Regions from separate parts of the Sus scrofa genome. Here all the other regions are linked to region 2. A link is a contact called in public Hi-C data. All regions are on one chromosome and are shown on one strand. Each heading gives the region's core, a stretch centred on a gene start, on an enhancer-like site or on the middle of the called end of the contact. The rest is flanking DNA. Distances are from core to core; before and after follow the strand shown. Region 1 overlaps NUP214 (nuclear pore complex protein Nup214). Region 2 has its middle 31 kb from the start of PRRC2B. Region 3 overlaps LOC110256424 (a long non-coding RNA gene).

What was found. Hi-C and Micro-C count contacts between places; a contact is called where the count stands out from the background.
Region 1: a contact with region 2 is called in a Hi-C map of mesenteric adipose tissue, with 2.1 times the contacts expected there. The contact joins two enhancer-like sites. A contact is called at or near these places in 7 of 47 Hi-C or Micro-C datasets (alveolar macrophages, fetal heart ventricle, heart right ventricle and 4 more) and 1 of 2 datasets of contacts at active chromatin or transcription factors (skeletal muscle).
Region 3: a Hi-C map of skeletal muscle shows a contact between it and region 2, with 8 times the contacts expected there. The contact joins two enhancer-like sites. A contact is called at or near these places in 5 of 47 Hi-C or Micro-C datasets (blood, embryonic fibroblasts, fetal liver and 1 more) and 1 of 2 datasets of contacts at active chromatin or transcription factors (skeletal muscle).

Annotation. Positions count from the first base shown.
Region 1 is chr1:271,199,490-271,204,171 of Sscrofa11.1, reverse strand. It overlaps NUP214 (nuclear pore complex protein Nup214), which reads right to left. Exons shown (of 35, transcript XR_002337892.1): 32 at 1,874-2,026. Among named protein-coding and RNA genes, the nearest start is that of FAM78A, 56 kb to the left of the region's middle. Within about 2 kb of position 3,296, at least 2 of the 83 cell types and tissues checked have an H3K27ac peak or open chromatin away from gene starts, as enhancers often do.
Region 2 is chr1:271,303,890-271,308,281 of Sscrofa11.1, reverse strand. No RefSeq gene overlaps it. Among named protein-coding and RNA genes, the nearest start is that of PRRC2B, 31 kb to the left of the region's middle. Within about 2 kb of position 1,386, at least 11 of the 83 cell types and tissues checked have an H3K27ac peak or open chromatin away from gene starts, as enhancers often do. A contact at or near this core is called in fetal liver and skeletal muscle, where this site is marked.
Region 3 is chr1:271,239,059-271,243,489 of Sscrofa11.1, reverse strand. LOC110256424 (a long non-coding RNA gene) reads right to left here. Exons shown (of 3, transcript XR_002337903.1): 2 at 1,772-4,431. It overlaps FAM78A (protein FAM78A), which reads left to right. Exons shown (of 2, transcript XM_013993942.2): 2 at 1-1,178. Among named protein-coding and RNA genes, the nearest start is that of FAM78A, 17 kb to the left of the region's middle. Within about 2 kb of position 2,584, at least 35 of the 83 cell types and tissues checked have an H3K27ac peak or open chromatin away from gene starts, as enhancers often do. A contact at or near this core is called in fetal liver and skeletal muscle, where this site is marked.

The DNA of each region.
Region 1 (4,682 bases), core at 2,047-4,546, 110 kb after region 2:
CTTGTCTGGAGGCTGTCCCGCCTGCGGGCCTCTCCTCCAGTAATGCCAGGAGGAGCATCTCCTGATGCAACTGCGCTCAAGGGACCAAGGAAGCTATTGGAATTATTTCAGAGACCAATGCAAACCATCAACCTAAAATCCCTTGAGTCTTCAATCAAGGTGATTTCATGGGGCAAGTATCAAACAGGAAAAGAAAATTCTCAAAGGTGAGAGGCCTGAAAAAATAAGAGGGGCAAGTTCTCCATTCAATCGGAACATGAGCCCAGGATAAGGAACAATGTAAAAGAAGAACACAAGAATCAGAGAAAACATTACCAGTTTCCTCAAAAAATAAATTCAGGAGTTCCTGTCAGGCTCAGCGGTTCACAAACCTGACCAGTATCCATGAGGATGTGGGTTTGATCCCTGGCCTCACTTAGTGGGTTAAGGACCCGGAGCTGCCGTGAGCTGTGGGGTGTAGGTCGCAGACGCGGCCTGGATCTGGCGTGGCTGTGACGGAGGCTGGCAGCTGTAGCTCTGATTCGACCCCTGGCCTGAGACCCTTCACATGCCTCGGGTACGGCCCTAAAAAAGACAAAAAATTAATTAAATTAAAAATTATTAAATAAATTCAAAAATTTCGATGATTAATAAGCTGCAACTTCTTAGTCAAATAATGTTGCCTTGTTAACTAGAACCAAAAGGTTCGTGGCCCTTTCATTCGAAAATCAACACTGCAGAAAGGGTGGGGTCGAAGTAAAGGTGTACTGTTCACGTCTAGTTCATTTTCAATTCTACGAAAGCGTATCAAAACCAGCACCCAAAGACGAAGCCACCCCGGGTTAGGGTCCGAGTGAAGGTCACAGTGCATTTGGAAACCACAGCGATTCAGGTTCTAAAAGGTGGGATTCCAGGTACTAATTTGGGGCAGCCCTGCTCCTCAGTCACAGCCACCTGGACACCTGCTCCTAGGGCGGGAGCCTTGCTCTGGAATCGTCAGACTCAGAGTCGCCCCCACACACAAGGGAGAAGCATCCCGCCCACTTACCTGTGGGCGTGTGCTTTAGAGAACTACTTTCTCAGCACACATCCGCCCCCTCTGCCTTAACAAAACTTGTCATGCAATTTTCCACACAACCAGGGCAGGCATGCAGACCCTGTGTAGGTCCCAGAGACAGAGATAGGATGGACGGGCAGTGGACAGAAAAGAAGGACGTTTTCGCTGCGTAAACATGTTTGTTCTTTAACATTTTTCATTATAAGTGTAATAACACATGCTTATAAAAGGCCACACAGTTTATAAATGTATGCTCTCGAAGAAGCACTGGGATAAAAAGTGCTTCTGTAACATCCTTTATTCTGGACTATATGGGTATGTGCCAAGTGTGAAAATTCACTGAGCTCTGAGTTACTCTGTGTGGCTACTATCTACGTACAGGAACATGTAATGTATTTACTTATCTCACACTCAATGAAAAGGTTAATAAAAAGGGGGATTGGGGAAAGAGGACAAAATGACAGAGACACGAGAAATTAAACAGCCAGCCTGTCCTGCCCGTCACAGGTCATGGGTGCCTGAGCACATCAGACTCAGGATGCTCTCTTGTTTATATCGTAGTTATCACTCTCTTATAGGTGCCCTCACTTTGCTTATTACATAATGTTTTCTTCCCTAAAAACACACGAAGTTCTCTTAAGGGTTGCATGACTTCATGGTGCCAGAAACACGACAGAAGCTCAGGAAACAGCAGCTGAACTGTGGGCAAAGTCTCTTCCTCCATTCTCCAGTCCCGTTCCCTTGAGAACCACTCCAGAGAGCCCTCCACCTGTCCACGTGTCTCTGCGTATTAAAGGGACATACAAAAATGACTGCGGCGAGGAGGAACAGGAGTACCTGTTTTATTCGGGGTGGAAAACCCAAAGCCTTGGGAGGCCACGCTTCCTCCTCCAGAGCTGAAAGTGCCAGTAGGTTTCTGGTCTCCGAACGAGGAGCTGGCAAATCCACCAAACGTCTTGGCCCCACTGTTTCCAAACAGGTTGGAGGTATCTGAAGAGAAGAAGAACGCAGGTGAGCAGATCGGAGGGAGAAAGATGTCCTTACCGGCCTCTCAGAACACAGAAGGAGGAGACCTCATGAGGCGTTTGGGGAGAAGGGGGTGCCGCCCAGTCCAGGATCCAGGGAGCGGAGTGGCAGCGAGGGAGAAGCCGTCTCTGATGTGCACGTATCCTGACGAAAAGGTTTTTTTGTTTTTCTTTTTTTTCTTTTTAGGGCCGCCTCTGTGGCACATGGAAGGGACCCAGGAGGCTAGGGATCAAATCGAAGCTGCAGTCACTGGCCTACACCACAGCCACAGCCACGCGGGATCCAAGCTGCATTTGTGACCTATGCTGCAGCTTGTGGCAACACTGGAGTCTTAACCCACCGAGTGAGGTCAGGGTTTGAACCTGCATCCTCACGGATCCTAGTCAGGTTCTTAACCTGCTGAGCCACAATGGGAACTCCCTGATGTCATGTTTTTAATCATTCCGGGGCCCAGGCTCAGGATTTCCTGGCATGAGTCTACGGGCAGAAAATAAAGGGGCGGCAGTGGGTCTTGGTAAAGAGGCTCTTGTGCAGAACGGCATCTGCGCCCACGGGCATCAGGTCTGTCCAACTGCGGACCGACCCTGCGGCCACACGAGACCGTTGCTGCTGAAGACCCCAACTTGTCTTCATGGAGCTCCTCAGGTGAGAACCAGCCTCACCGTCTGGCAAACTAGGGGAAACGGACAGAGCAAATCCAACCCAGGCGTAACGGCTTCCGGAGTGCTGCTTTTATCGTCTAGCTGGGCCTGCTTGCCGCTGCCTGATCTGCTCAGAGAAGGGCAGACGAGGTAAGACAAACCCTGCTGCTCCTCCCGATGCACGGGAGCTGGGGGGGTCCTGAAGAACCCACGGGGCCAGCAAGCCTTCCCATCGGACTTCCGCTTCCTAAGAGGTTCAACCAAGCCCCTGACCTTTGGATGCTTATCTGGTGGGTCACGCCCCTCAGCTCCAAGAACTAAAGGAAAAAAGGAGACTAGCTACTAAAAACCAAGATGGGTGAGAAGATTTTGTTACAAGAAATGCAAATCTGACAAGGGACCTATTAAACAAAGTCACATGCACAGAAACATCTGGATGATACAAACGGCACACTACAGAACAGGCGTTTTTAGCACTTTTCGGGGCGGGGGGGCAACTCACATGTCCCCAGCATGTTCAGATGGGGCTTTATTATACTGCGTTTGAGCTCATGGTAAGGCAGCAAGACGCTATCTGGAATGGGACCAATGCCCAAAGACACAGGCATAAATAGGAAAAACGACACGCTCCGGGTGGGCGATAGAGTGCCGACTCTGTCCCCAAGCGAGGTACAAACATCCGCACTGGCCAGCCTCCCCCAAAGCCAGTCAGGGTCTCCCAGCGGGGGTGACGGGAAGAAGAGCGGAACTCTCGCAGCCAGCTGTCTGAAGAGGTGGCCCGCCGTGCCCATCAACCCTGGGGTCTCCCCTCTCGCTCCCCCGCCAATCTCCCCTCCCCGGTCCCAAGGGGAGATGGGAAGCTGCTAATATCTGCCGCTGGGATGCTCTTGATCTGCACCCAGGAAGCGGGAGCCTTATCTCAGGGACACAACCTCTCAAATTTCCAGGCACCACCGCACGGTCACCTGCTCTGTAAAACGACTGCTGACAGTCTGAGAGCTTGGCCGTGAGTGTGTTCAGGGACTGACAGCAGGAGTGGTTACCAAAGCCCTTTTCATCGCCTTCATGTATGGTGCCACGGGATGGTACGTCCCCTGGTGGAGTCTCAAAATGCCATCATGAGCCAGCTGAAGGTTACCTCTGATTCCTTCAATGGCAGGACATGGGACACTGAAGACAAAAGCCAGACTTCTCAGCCGTTCCTTTTATTTATTTGGCATTTCAAGAACAGAGGACTGCAATTTTCTGACTTTGTTCGTGCTAACAAGGCAAAAATTCCAAATAGAAACAAATTCAAATGCGAGATGAGAGGCTGGATCTCCTTCTGGAGAAATCAGAAGCACAGAGATGAAATGATTTTATTGGGACAATGCTGGAAAGCTTCAATTCCAGAGGAGTCAGGAATATGTACAAGTCTTTGGGCTTTTCTTTTTCTTTTTTGGCTGCACCTGTGGCATAAGGAAGTTCCCGGGCCAGGGGACTGAATCCGAGCCGCAGCTGCAGCAATGCCACTCAACCCACTGCTCTGGGCCTGGGATCGACCCGGCACCACCAGAGACAAGCTGGATCATTAACCACTGTGCCACAGGGGGAACTCCACAAGTCTTTGGGCTTCTTCACCCTTTTCTCTCTTTAAGGCTCCTTTGTCTCTAAGACGTTGACAGATATGACAGTGGAATAATGAGCCGTGCAGTCGGCCCCGGCTCAAAACACCTAATAACTACAGGGCAAGGGCTTCACCTTCCCGAGTCCCTGTCTCCTCGTGCATGAAATGGGGACGGCGACTGCCCAGCAAGGCAGCTGCGAGGACTGAAGGAGCCAGTGCGTGGAAAGCACCTAAGCAGGCGGCAGGCAGCTCCTCAGCAAACAGACCTTCCCTCTCGATTCTCTAACTCTCCTCCCGCCATATCCCAATCGTGTTCAATGCAAGAAAACAGAGCAGGTTGGCAGTGGAAAGTGAAACCCCTCTTCATTTTGCA
Region 2 (4,392 bases), core at 137-2,636:
TAAAATGTTTAGGAACAAATTCAGCAAAGAAAGGGTAAGACTTGCACACTGAAAACTACAAAATATTGCTGAAAGAAATAGGAGTTCCCATCGTGGCTCAGCAGAAACGAAGCTGACTAGTATCCATGAGGATGCTGGTTTGATCCCTGGCCTCCCTTGGTGGATTAAGGATCTGGTGTTGCTGTGAGCTGTGGTGTAGGCCGGCAGCTGCAGCTCCAATTCGACCGTGGCCTGGGAACCTCCATATGCTGAGGGTATGGCCCTAAAAATACCAAAAAAAAAAAATGTATATATTGCTGAAAGAAATAAAAGGAGACGTACATCAATGGAAAGACATTGGATTGAAAGACTTAGTGTTGTTAAGATGACAATACTACCCAAAGAAATATACGGATTCAATACAATCTTTGTCAAAATTTCAATGGCTTTTTTTGGGGGGGGCCGTGCCGGTGGCATGTGGGTATTTCTGGGCCAGGAATTGAACTTGTGCCACAGCAGGGAATGGGGTGCTGCAGTAACAACACCAGATCCTTAACCAGCTGTACCACGAGGGAACTCCTCAATGGTGTGTGAGCCCGAAGCAGGGGGTTTAAGCTCACAGGATGTCCAGTCTGGGGCAGCAGCAGGTGCTAGGAAGCAGGCAGAAGACACGCTGGGTCTGCTGAAGGCAAATGTTTCACTTGGGGACTTCCCTTGGGCCCTGGCAGTTAAGGATCTGGCGTTGTCATTGCTGTGGCTCAGGTTTGATCCCAAGCCTGGGAACTTCCACATGCCACGGGCGAGGCCAAAAAAAAAAAAAAAAAAGAAAGAAAAATTCCACTTAGGCAGCCCTGGAAAGGACCCTGCCGCCCCAGGACCCCAGGCCTCGCCCTCTCTGAATCCACCACCCTCAGGGCCGCTGGCTGGAGTGAATCACAGTCCCCTAAGTGCTGGTGGGCCAGCACCTGGTCGGCTGCCACTTCCTGAGCGCCCAGCTCCTATGCTGGTCTTCAAGGCTTCCTGTTTGTCGATGAGGTCTCTGAGGACCAGGGCGGTGGTGGCTTGACCCTAGGGTGGAGGGGGCTGGCGCACAATGGGGCTGATGCCAAACCAGCCTGTCGTGTTTTGAACTTCGAAGGGAAGGGAGTGGGTCTTCTTCCTCGTTGCCTGCCCTGCCAGTATGTCACAGGGGCCATGAGCTTAAGCCAATCCGAAAGGCGACATCTTGGACCTTTTGGGGCTCAGAAGCAGAGATGCCCACACAACCTGCAGGGAGTCCCTGCAGGAACCACCTTTTCCCACTAGAGAGCGCTGTGGGACAGAAACCCAGTCCAGAATGGACCATCCAGCCCATCAGCTGCGACAGTGGTGATGACAGGTGAGGAGGAGCTGGCATTCCTGGAACTTGCCCTTTGCGACAACCACCTCATTGGATCCTCACACCAAAGCCAGGACTAAGCTGTTAGGATCCCACTTTGAAGATTAAGAAACCACACTCAGCATTGTTAAGTGATTGGTCCCAAGTCTCCAAGTTAGACGTGGGAGAGCCAAACTTGAACCCAGACCATTAACCAATGACCCTGCCTCCCCCAGGCTCTTTGGTTCTGTCTCTCCTGCTTCGTCTCTTCTAGATGCTTCTAAGCTCAGTGAGATTTGTCCAGGCCCACTCAGCCGTGGGGAAAGTTCTCCTCACCCCCCCATAGCCCCATGAATTACTGCCAGGAGAGGCTGGGCTGGGGCAGGCAGAGGGGGAGGGGCAGGAGCTGGGGCCATGGGGCCGGCTCTGGACATTGGGAGATCCCAGGCCACTGGGCTAGAAGTCCTTCTGCTCTGGCCCCAGGCAGAGCTGGTCCCCTGGGAGTCCGCCAGGCTTATTAATATCCTGCTGAGTCAGGGGGCTCTTGAATTTCAGCATCACAAGACTCAGAGGCTGAGCCCAGCAGGAATATTCTTGACTCCCCAGCGTCCTCTCTCCCCCCGGCACTGCCCACCCCAGGCTGGAGGCCCTGCGGGTCTGAGCTGCCAGGTGGCCTGGGGGCAAGTCACTTCACCTGACAGTGAGGTGGAGATAGGAAGCCTGTTCAGGGCTGTAGCGAGGCAGTGCCCTTCCATGGCTGGGCACACGAGACGAGCCAAGGAGCAGGAGCTGCTTTTCCAGAAGAGACCTTTTCTGGAGGGCCTGTGGCAGCCTGTCCTTGTCACAGAGGGTGCCTCAGTGGGGGCAGCCCAGCCTGGTTCTCAGAGAGCTCCCTGTCTGCCTGACATGGGGTCCCCAGCTGGCAGCCAAAGTGGACTGGGCTCAGCTGGGGGCCCAACAGAAGCCAGGTCTGTCCATGGCCCCGCCGATGAGCTCTCGGGATATTTGGAATTAGGTCTCAGGGAATCTCGCGTGGGATGGGCGCTGTCTGAGGGAAGAGGTCCTGGATGCAGGTGAGGGGGGCGGTGGGGTGGCCATGGCAACAGAGGGAGCCAGACTGCAGAGGGTGAAATGAGCCGGATGCAGCAAAAGAGAAGAGCCAGGGAGTTCTCTGATGGTCTAGTGGGTTCAGCTCCTGTGTTCTTCACTGTGTCTCTGGTCATTGCTGTATGGTGCAGGTTTGGTCCCTGGCCGGGGAATTACCACATGCTGCCTTGTGGCAAAAAAGACAAAAAACTAAAAAAAAAAAAAAAAAAAAAAAAAAGCTAGAGAGAGAGAGAATCTAAAATAAACATTACACTCATTAAAAAAAAAAAAGACAGGCGCCCCAGGAGAGAAGCCTTCTGGCTTCTGGCTCAGCCTTCTGCACCCACTTTCCCACAGGCTCCAGGAGGCTGCCCACACCCCACCCCACAAGAGCCTCCTTGTCATTGTACACAGCCTTGCAGAGGGAGGTGGAGGTGGGAACATTTCTCCACCACCCAGCCCTTGAGTTCCCCAGTTAGGGTTTATAACGATTTACCTTCCAGGCACCAGGGCGCGGCCCGAGATACCCATGTCCCCTCCTCGAAGCCTCACAGGATACCTGTTCTCCCCATCTCACAGATGAAGAAACTGAGGCCCCCAAGGCAGAGTCAGCTGCCCCTCAGTGACAGAGCCAGGACTCAAACCCAGGTCTTCTGCTTCACCTTGGTTCTAGATGCGCTCATTCAGCTCAGCATCAGTTTTCGTGTGTTTTTCAGCTCAGCATTTGTTGAAGGAAGGAATCCAAGTTTCATTTCTAGAGAATTCCTCTTTTTGTGTCCTCATCCCCCGGCCCCTGAGCTGGGTCCTTTCCTGCCGCCCCCAACACTCGGCCACCCCAGGTTGCGCCCCCTTCACATCTGATGGATGGGAGGAAGTGCTATGAACCTTGGGCCCTTCTCAGACGCCGCCCAGAGCTTGTCCAAAGGGGGCTTTGGCTCCTGGCCTTATCAGCCAGCCCCACATGTCTCAGAGAGCCCACGACGGGAGCCCGCCCTGCCCCAGCCCCTCACAACCAGTTGTTATCAGAGGACACATTCCAGCCGGGCGGCCCTCGGAAGGCGCGGAAGATAAACCTGCCACCTTCCGGCCCCTCTTCCGAGTTGGGCCAAGTGGGGAGGGCGCTCCAGGGGCAGGAAGGGGGTTATCACCACAGGAAGACCTGGTGTGAGAGAACCCTGGGAGCTGGAGCGTGACCCTTCAGAGGAGGGGACCCTGCTGGCTGGGGCTGGGAGAGGGGCAGCTGCTTCTTTGGAAGCCCAGATGTTTGCTCTGGGAGCCAGGAGGTGCCTGGTGAGGTCGGTGGGGCTCTCGGCCAGAGGCTGGAGGGCCCTCCGGGCAGGGTCTCAAAGTGCCGCCGTCTTCACACACCTGTCTGTCCGCCCCATTAAAGATAAGAGAATTGATGGAGTTCCCGCTATGGTGCAGTAGGATCAGGATCAGGCATTTTCTCTGCAGTGGCGCAGGTTCGGTCTCTGGCCCAGCATGGTGGGTTGAGGATCTGGTGTTTGCCACAGCTGAGTAGGTGTACGCAGAAAAGAAGAAAAAGAAAAAGAAAAAGATAGGAGTTCTTGTTGGGACTCAGCAGGTTAAGAACCTGACATAGTGTCCATGAAGATGAGGGTTTGATCCCTGGCCTCACTCAGTGGGTTAAGGATCCGGCGTGGCTATGAGCTGTGGTGTAGGTTGCAGACGTGGCTGGCATCCCACGTTGCTGTGGCTGTGGCATAGGCCAGCCTCTATGGCTCTGATTCAACCCCAAACCCGGGAACTTCCATATGCCGCAGGTGTGGCCTTAAAAAGAAAACAGAAACAAAAATAAACCAAAAAAACGGATAAGAGAATCAAGGCTCCAGTGACAGATAATGGAAGCTCTTAGCTCTCAGGGCCGTGAAGTAGATGCGAGCAGAGGGCTCAGGATGGAGCGTCGCCTGGACAGCAGCACTGGAAACGCTCCCTGTGGGTCACACGCT
Region 3 (4,431 bases), core at 1,335-3,834, 66 kb after region 2:
AACTAAGAATAATCAAGCACAGAAAACTGTCCGATACGAAACAAACTCCATTTCTGCTGCAGATGAGCCACGTGTAGGAGTCCCAGTGACAGCGTGGGCAGGTGTGGGTCACTAAATCCTTGCTCTGCTCCTTGACCCATGAGACACTGTATTTATTCAAGGGGTGCTACCGTGCCGCCGTCTCCTGAGCCCCTCCTGATGGGAGGCGTGCAGCCATCCTGAACAACTGGACAGGAGAGGGCTTGGTGTGGCCGGCGGCTGGCCTGGTGCTGGGGGAACCCCTGTCAGGCCCAGAATCTTCCCCCTGGGAAGTGCCAGGCCCCCTGGGTGTGTTTGGAGGCCCACCCCACAGAGAGGCTGTAGCCTCAAGTGAGGGGGCTGAGGGGTCCCGGCACCTCCTCTGGGGACAGGCTGGGGAGGGGCTGGGTGGCAGCGGCTGCCCTGGTGGGACCTGGCCTCTTGATGGCAAGGCCCTTCTCTGAACTCAGGTCTTTTCTTGCACTAAAAAGGAGAAAGGGCCCTGAGCGAGGGGTCAGGATCCGGACTTGGGGTTCCGGGCTGGGTCACAGCTAAGGAGTTCTCACTGGGGTCGGGGTGGGAGCGGGAAGGAACAGCGGGGGGTGGCCTGGAGCTGTCAGGGGGCCCTGTCTCCTGCGTGTGAGCTGGTCCCCTCGGCAGGGGCCCAGTGCTGTGCCCACTTGGAGGGGCAACGCTGCTCTGGATGCCTCCCCCCCCCACCTGCCGCAGGCCTGGGCCCCCAGCTCACCTTGCTCTCTGGCTCATCCCTCCCCCCCGAACCCCTGGCCCTTTCTTTCTGCCCCTCCCGGCCTTTCTGAAGTCAGGCCTGGGAAGACCCTGGGGAGGCTGCAGGTCTGGCTAAGGATGCTCGGCTTAGCTTGGGTCTGGTCCCCCGGCCTCTCCCTCATGTCAGGAGCACAGACCCCAGGCCTCGCCTGGGGCCCCGAGCCCTCTGGTGTCCTGCTGTGCAGCATGGACACCCTCCTCCAGCAATAAGGACCGTCCGTGGTCGTGGAGAGTACTGTGAAAACAAACCAATGCACTTACCAGGAGGCGCGAGACTCTTGAAGAAAAATGTAAAATGAACCTTTTTAAATAAAACCACAAGGAATATTCACAAAGAGAAATAAAGTGTAATTTTAAAGTAGGCCTGGCTAGGATTTGGATGTTTCTGGAGTGGCGGTTCTTGGGGGGGGTGGATGAAGGCTCTAAGGATGCATGTGTTTGGGGGGCGGGGTGGGCGTGTGGTGGGAGCTGGGGGTGGGGATCCTGTGCTGAGGGCCTGGGAAGGCGAAGGCGGGCCCCTTCAAGGATGCCTCCTCTGCGGTCCCCGCCCTGGGACCTCAGTCCCACCCACAGTGCCCCCTGGCTGGGGCCCTGCGGGGAGGAGGGGCGGGGGACCAGGACAGCTTGGCTTTGTGGCAAACAGCAGAAAGGGGTGTGGCAAGGAGGGTTGGTGTGTAGACTGAGTCTTTCCCCAGAGACTTGCAAACCTGTCTTCACAGGGAGACATGGATGTGGATGCTAGGACCGCGTCAGCCTAGAGCCTGGCCCTGCCCTCGCCTGCGGCTGCTGGAAGGGGTTGTGTGGGGTCAGAGCGCTGAGAGTAAGCATCCTCCTTGGATCAGAACTTCCTTATGGAAGGATGGGAGGTCGGGCAGCCAGAGGTCTTGGAGTGGGTGTGGGCCTCTGAAGGTGGACCACGGATCCAAGGCCGCTTTTGTGAGTCTGGGCAAGACACCGAGCCACTTACCTTGTATGGAAGATGGGGTTTCTCCGAGCAGCCGCCTCCTGGCTGATGCAGCGACAACACGGCTATTCTACTCTTCTGGGTGTTAACTTGCTGAATCCTGAGGTTTAGGGGTTTTCCTCATCCCCGCTTCACAGAGGGGAGAAGCCGCCCAAAGCCATGCGTCTGGGGAGAGGCAGAGACAGGATCGGAACTGCCGCCCCGGGACCCAAACCTTCCCTCCACGTGCTCTCAGTCGCAAGGTCACACATTCAGTGCAGTAGTGTTTTTGCATTGTTTTTGTCTTTTTAGCTCCGCACTCATGTGTGGAAGTTCCCAGGCTAGGGGTCGAATCAGAGCTGTAGCTGCCAGCCTCCGCCTCCGCCACCACCATGCAAGATCGGAGCCACATCTGAGACCTACGCCACAGCTCATGGCAGTGCTGGATCCTTAACCCACTGAGCAAGGCCAGGGGTCTCATGAATGCTAGTCGGACTCATTTCCACTGAGCCATGATGGGAACTCCCGGCGCAGTAATTAATGGTGCCTAATGATGAGGCGGCCCCCTGCCTGTGGCTCACTCTATCCTGGGTTCCCCCCACAGGAAACGCCTTCCTCTGCCTACAGGAAGGTTTTTGTGCTCTCAGCTCTCTGTGGCCCATGGGGGGCCTGCTCATTCCTTTCAAGGGCTGTCCAGGCAGCTGCAGGTCGTAGGCTCATCTGCTGGGCAGGCGGTGGCCTTATCCACTCTGGGCATGGGAGGTTTGGTCTCTTCTCTGGGCTTCCCACATTGCAGCAACCCAACGGCATTCTGCATCCTGTCTCCTGGGGCTGCGACACCAAAGCAGGAAATTGTGTAATGGGCTCGGCTGGCCGCCCTCCACCCAGATGGCTTATGGGTGGTGCAGCTCTGTCGTGGTTTGGCTTTCAATTGTGGAGTCAGCTCCTGGGCTCTGCCCCTGGGACCATGGTGGGTGTGTGTCTGTGTGTGTGCGTCTGCGTGTGAACAGAGAACAGGGTGCAACCCTGGCCAATGGCAGGAAGAAAGTGAGCTGGATCTGATCAGGATCCAGGGCGGCTCGGGTCTTCAATCTTTACCCTGGAGACATGCAAGGATGCGAGGACGGCTGCCTGCATTTGGGGGTAGTGCTTGGAGGGGAATGTGTGCAGAGGGCAGGGGGTCATGAGTAAAGTGGATTCCGAGTGGCATCTGATCACCCTGTGGAAGCCCTCCAGCCCCTCTAGCTGACGGCAGGTTAAATTTAGAAGCCCCAGACTGGGACGAGACACAGAGCCCAGGCTCTAGCAGCTGCTGCAGGGTCCTCCCCAGGAGCCCAGGCCTGGGGAGCCGGCTGTCCGGGCTGGGCCAAGCCCACCTGCCCCAAGATGTCTTGGAGAAGCAGGTGCCCTGGGCCCACCCCCGCCCCCAGCCTGCCTTCTACCTCTTAAGCCACTTGTGGGTGTAGCCCAACCTCTGCGCTGGACAAACCCTGAGGCCTAGAGAAAACCCACTTGGGTCCAAGAGGGAGGCAGCCTACGGGCAACTGCAGAAAGGCGAGGGCTCTCAGGCCGCTGGCCACTTCCCACGGCCCAGGTGCCCTCTCTCACCTCCGGCTTGAGAGTTGCCTCTTGGTCCTCATCCATCCGGCCTGAGCGGCCCCATGGAAACTGTTTCCCACCTGGCTGGGGGCCAGGCCCTCAATTAGGGCGAATGTTGTAGGCAGCCGCAGGCCACTGCGCACACACCGTCCCCTAGCGACCTGTCAGCTCATCAGCGCCGCGAAATCCTCTGATGACACGCATCCGAACAGGGAGCGTTTTGGTGCTGCCATGGCCCTTGCCTCTCCCTATACATCAGCCGGCTCCCCCTTTTCACAGATGAGGAAACTGACCCTCGGAAAGAGCCAGGGCCTTGCTGAAGGTCGCTTGGCAGGGAAGCTGCAGACCTGGGCTGGTTCCGAATAGCTGCCCTTTGACCCGGCTCTGTCACTGCCTTTTTGGCTACCTCGTCCCTGGCTTTCCCACATCCCACTTCTACCACACCGTCCGTAACCGTTCCTTCGTTAACGGGCACAGAAGGCCCCGAGCATGAGGCTTGACACGAGTCGTCAGTGGTCCCGCTGGCCCTAGAAGACGGAAATCATTAAATGCAAAACAACACATCTGATGACCAGCTCGGGCTCTGCGCCTGTGTCCAGAGAGGCCCACCCGCACAGCTGACATCGGTCCTGGCAGGAGCCAGCCCGGCCCGACCCAGCGGGCCCTCCCGACTTGTCTCTGCAAACGGGAATGCAGAGACGGGGCTGGTTCCTCCCTCGGCTTGGCCCCAACACAGGTCTCAGTGTTACTGCCCGGGGGTCGTGCTTGATGGTCCCTTTAAAAATCCTGTGTGTGGGGTCCGTCCATGGTCTCAGATGGGGGTGGGGGTTGGGGCGAGGCTGGCTGTTTACGGCAAAGGAGGCGCAGTCAGGAGCCCTGCGCTATTCTTGGCTGCCACTTGTCTTGCTGAGCGAGGGTGGCGGTCGCCTGACCTCGCGCCTGCCTGCGTTTCCTAGTCTGCAAGCAGGGACACACACCCGAGCGAGCGAGTCCTCTCCTGCGCGGACCCAGCCAAGGGGGAGGGGCTGGGCTCAGTGTTAAACGTGCATGGGGGGCTGCCTGAGGCCGACCCCTCTGGGTTGGGT